Linked DNA regions of Astyanax mexicanus: region 1 is linked to region 2. The links are chromatin contacts, called in public Hi-C maps. All regions are on one chromosome and are shown on one strand. Each heading gives the region's core, a stretch centred on a gene start, on an enhancer-like site or on the middle of the called end of the contact. The rest is flanking DNA. Distances are from core to core; before and after follow the strand shown.

What was found. A called contact is a pair of places that touch in the nucleus more often than the background predicts.
Region 1: a contact with region 2 is called in a Hi-C map of muscle, with 15 times the contacts expected there. The contact joins the promoter of bhlhe41 here to the enhancer-like site in region 2. A contact is called at or near these places in 2 of 3 Hi-C or Micro-C datasets (both in muscle).

The regions. Positions count from the first base shown.
Region 1 is chr9:21,283,119-21,285,818 of AstMex3_surface, reverse strand. bhlhe41 (basic helix-loop-helix family, member e41) reads right to left here and starts at 1,362. Exons shown (of 5, transcript XM_007250572.4): 1 at 1,138-1,362; 2 at 983-1,046; 3 at 84-191. The coding sequence starts at 1,199.
Region 2 is chr9:21,199,271-21,201,970 of AstMex3_surface, reverse strand. It overlaps itpr2 (inositol 1,4,5-trisphosphate receptor, type 2), which reads right to left. Exons shown (of 57, transcript XM_007250570.4): 37 at 2,660-2,700. Among protein-coding and RNA genes, the nearest start is that of itpr2, 46 kb to the right of the region's middle. Within about 2 kb of position 1,335, the one cell type or tissue checked has an H3K27ac peak away from gene starts, as active enhancers do.

The sequences.
Region 1 (2,700 bases), core at 113-2,612, 84 kb before region 2:
ATAGAAGTTTATTAGCCATCAACTTTCATAAGAGTCTGGAAATGCAGGTTTGTGCAAAACCGACAAACTTGGGAATAGCTTACCGTCAGCTTTAGATGTTCGGGTAGTAAGTCTTTCAGCTGTCCGATACATTCATTTATCCTGTCCCTCCTCTTCTTCTCAATCAGTCTGTGGGGTAACTTGTAAGCGTCCTGTGTTTGAAAATTAAAATAAAGTGTGAAAAATGCCAGCACTTTAAACATCAACAATCAATTTTTACATGATTTTATTTAAATACTAATTAATTAATTTTAATAAATATGGATATAAATAAATTATGTATAATATTTAAATATATGCATTATTATAGCCCAGCAAATACAGAACGTTGCTATCAAGTTAAAATGTCAAAATGTGTTAATATTGACGTTGTCTCAGGAAGGTTGTCAATTAGATAACTACATACAGATACAAACTACATTCAGTCAGAACTGATTTGTGCAATATTTTAACGGCAGCCAGGAAGATAAGGATTAAAGTGATTTTGTTCTGTATGACTTAGTTTGTTTAAAAAAACTGAAAATCATGCAGTAAATATTCAAAAACATATATAAGTAAATATCGGATGCTCTAAATCATATACATTTTAGATGTATTTATTTAACTCACATTTTCTAGCAATTATATGATGGTTCGGACTTTTAAGAGTTAAGAAATGGTACCGCACGGAATCATTTTAGCAAAATGCGGACTAATTGTAACTGTCTTTTACAGTAGTCTGTTGTCATCACACGCTGTCAAAACCTTTTAGAAAATATCGGATATTGTTTTCACAACTTTCTAAGAAATTACTATGTTTCAACGTGGTGACAACGTACAAATCGCCAAGCAGACAACAGTATGGCACCAAAAGAAAAGGCAGTCAGAAAGATAACATACTGTGCTGGCTGGGAAAGATGAGTTTTATTATCTATATATAAGTGTTTAAATAAGCGATTCTCACCTTTCCTTCCTCTCTCTTCATTCCTCTTTTTGATTTACACATGTACAGAGACGAATACTCGACCCTAAAACAAAACAACAACCACACACAGCACTTAGAGAACTTATTCAACTGTAAGCAGAGAGTCAGTAAACACTGATACAAACAGCACTCACCCCAAGAAATCTGCATGATCCAGGAAAGGTCTGTCCTGCAGTCGCGCTATTCTTTCATCCATAACTTTCTCCTTCTTTCATCCACCTCTTCTCGTAGTTCAGAGGGAGATCTGTTCTCTAAGGTCGGTTTTGTATTTCCGAGAGCGGTGAAAGTGTTAAGGGAGGTGAGGGTTGTGTATGTGCAGCAGTGCAGCACTTTCAGAATGATGTCTGCACTCGCCTGAGCTCGGCTGCCACTTTGCCGAGGCGTGAAGTTTTTTTGTCGTTTGTTTCCCACCCGTTTTCTCTGTGGCTCCGCCCTGCGCTGCTGTGATTGGCTACAGGTAAAATTCACCCGCTGAATCCGCTACAGGACTCCCAGCCAATCGTAATACACGAGGGCGGGGCTTACCTGACAAACACGGCAATGTTGTGACAATGTTAAATGAGAACTTTGGAGTAAAATGGACTTTAGGTGTAGTAAAACATGATAAAAAAAGTACTTACCTTTGATGAACAGCACACCGTTCTCCCACAGCGTTCTGAGATCCAGAAATTTTAACAGTTTTTCCAAACACACTTCAGGCTGGGTGACACAGGGCATAATTTGCCCCAATCACTTTTTCCATCGTTATCCAGGCTCAAAGTAGCTCCACACCTCCTTGCTAGAATACGAAGAGCCCTGATATTTAAAACAATAAGCTTATTAGAAACCACTGTTTACATCCCATAACACTAGCTTCAGTTCCTTGCGCTGCCATCCATGTACGATAATGACAAACAGTACCTACTCTCCTAACACCTCTAACAAACTAACCACTTCTAACCTCATTTCCTTCTTCCCATCCTTCCCTCCTCTATTACACTATTTCCCTTTGGCTTTCTTTAGACCTGCCTAAAAATGGTTTTGCCTTGAACTTCTGTGTCCTCTATTGCTAAATGTACATCATTATTTGTAAGTTGCTTTGGATAAAAGTGTCTGCCAAATGTATTGTTTTGAATGGTTGAGGCTCCGAATCTACACTCACAATGCTTTAAGGTTAAAAGGTGATTCCCACAGAAAATATTATTATTATTATTATTATTATTAATAATAATACAAAATATTATTTAAATGTTTCGTTCTACACTGCAATGCCACAGTTCATTCTATATAAATATAATACAAACAAGTAGTATATATTTGTAGTATTAGAAATAGTTATCTTAAGGATGTAGCCTGTGTTTTAGGACCTGCTGGCAAAGGTGATTCCTGTATCTTTGAATGAGCCATATTTTTATTGTCTTTAGTTTCATCACAGCTTTCACACACTTAGGGGTACATGCATATGCTAGTTTTTGTGGCACAACCTGTCTTGATTTGGTAATGCTACATTTGAGTTAATGTACAGCTAGTGAAACTATAGGCCCAGAAACCAATGCAAATGTTGGGGAACTTTTCCATTTAAACTGAGAAACTTTTCCATTTAAAACTGAGAAGCAACCTGCAATGTTCCCCTAAGGTGCCTTATAATTTCATTTGCGAATAATCTTATTGAGAACGTAAACTGTACCACTTTTTCCAACAATGCACCAAGACTGTAA
Region 2 (2,700 bases), core at 86-2,585:
TTTTTGACCTTAGCATTTAACAGTAAATGTGTTTTCTGTCATATAAGCTTGTCATTATTGCATTTAAAAGTGCAGAAAATAATGCAGGCTCATATCAACATATTTGGGCAAGGTCTCAGTTTTTCAAGTGTAAAAAATGGTGTGAAAAAGGTCTTTAAAAACTTTAAATTAGGGCAGTGGTTTGACAAGAATCCAGGAGTATACTGAGACGAGTTGCAATACTGTAATCAAATTTTGTTTTAATCAAAATTATAAAAAACACTCTATCATACACTATCATATCAAGCTTGATGAAAGAAAAGTTTACTTTTTATGCAGTTGTAATAGTAGGCTCTAACAACAGAGTACAACACTGCCCTCTAGTGGTCGGGGTTCAAACACAACATTACATGATGCACTGCCTGACACCAATCTTTACAAAAGTTTTTACAAAAAATCAATTGTGTGTTTTTTAAACATCAATACAGTATTGCAAAACGCAATATCGCTATATGATAACAACATTTTCTTTCACCCCTACTGTACACAACTTTTTTCACCCATATTTTATTTATTTAATTTTTTTGACTTTACAAAACCTCCATGAACAGGGTTGGGAACCACTGCCATCTTACATTTGAACTCCTCAGAAACATCACTTAGAAAATGAATAACTTGTAATTAAAATTTGTTATGACTGGAAAACAGATGTAAAAAATGAAGAGGGGCCACTGACTCCTTTTGACTTTAAACTTCTTGATGTTGAAGTTTATTACAGAAGTCAACAACTCACTAATTGCTAATTTAATTCCGAGCCTCTCTCACAGTGCTGCTCTGGGATGAGCTTTAACCCTGTGCATAAATAAAGCTGCTCTAAATGACTGCTTCGTCTCTAATCATGACCTCAAAAGCAGAAGCAGCTGCTGCATGAGAACAGAGTGAGTGGAAGGTGTGGAGGAGAGGTGGGGCTGCAGTACTATTTCTGCTGTGTCAAAGCTTCAGTAACTCTGATCACTCTCTCACTTTCTATATCTCTCATCCCTCTCTCTTCTCTTTCTCTCTCTCTCTGGCTGCAGTCAGCTCTCTGCAGTATTGATTTGTTGTGCTGGGTGTTTTTAGGCTGCTGGTGTGCTCCTCTTCCCTATCTCTCTCTCTCTCTCTCTCTCTCTCACTTGCTCGCTCTGTCCTCGCGTGCCTCTGGCTTATGCAACGACTCCCCGCTCTGTCCACTGAATACTGATTAGCTGTCTGGAGCTCCAGACCCCGAGAGCTCATCCAGCCGGAGCCAACAGCACCAGTGAGGCCTGAGAGGAGGGCTTAGTTCATTCATCCCACACACACACAGGCGCAATACACCCCACAGCTTGCAGAAAAAAGAAAGGGGGGGGGGGGGGTCAACAGGTTCAAAAGCATCCCTCAAGTTTCCGCATCCCTCTAGCACCCTCTCCTGGTGGCTGCTGTCACCCATGGCAACCACACAGCTCCAGCCCTGACCTCTGGATATACTCTCGAGACTCCTTCACAAACCAGCCACTCCAGCACACGGCTCTGACTCATCACAGCTAGCCTCCACATCCCTGCTGCAGCAAACTTTACATCTACCACACAAACCGTAATGGAATCCACCAGCAACAACGCTGCGCATCAGCCAAGCAGATAAACAGTGCAGACGCTTCATAGTGCGCTATTTCTCACTGACGTTCTGTACCAGATGGTTGGTGTCAGAACTGATCTACTGGTCAAAAAAGGCTGAAGATTAGACTTTCCATACTGCACAGCTTCTAGAATTTCAACAAAGAACAGTACAAGTATTTGCAGCTATTAACGCGGTATTATCACTAACATAACCTTTAATAAGAAGTAAAAATGTGTTGGATGGGCAGCTGGATGCTATGGTGTTGCTAATGTAAGTGCCTTCTATGCTATTCCAGGCAGACACAAGGAGGCTTATAGTTTCTCTGGATGTTGGTGAGTGGTTACTAGGTGGTTGCTATGGTGTTGCTTAGGGGTGCTACAGTGTGGCAAATGTTTAAGATGTTGCTTAGGGGTTTCTAAAGAGTTGCCATGCAGTTGCTTTAATATCCCAGGTGGTTGGTATGGCGTCCCAGGCTGTGCCCCAGATGGTGCTGGTTAGGTGGTACAAGTGTTTTTTTTTTTCAGTGTTGCAATTAAAGGGTGCCAAAAGTTTTGCACCCAAACCATTACTATAGAAAAAAATGTGGAAAAACTGTTTGTGTCACACCAAACAATCAGACCAAATAATCTGGAACTGGAAAAGTGTCAGTATCTCAAAAGGTGTGGGACAAGCAATTCATTGCTCATGTTGTGGGTTTGATTTTTACTCTGGTCAGTGTGTCTGCATAGATAGTCTAGTTTACTCTCAACATCCCTGATACCCTGTGATGGACTGCAATCTTATGACCCTGTGAACAAGGAGTTCAAAAGATCCTTTCATTCATCCTTCTAAATGCCTAAGATCAAAACCATTAAAATATAATTTTTGAACCATTTAGATTATTGCTTAGGCTGTACAAAAAAAGCTAAGAATTAAAACGATAATCTACTGTTTAAAACAATTATAGGGAATAAAATATATGTATATAATATAATTTAATAATTTAATAACAGGGACAGAAAAGAAACAAAAGAAGAGGGACTGTAGGAAATGCCTCTCACTGACCCGATCATCGAAGGTCTCTTTCTTGTCCAGCATCTCCCGGA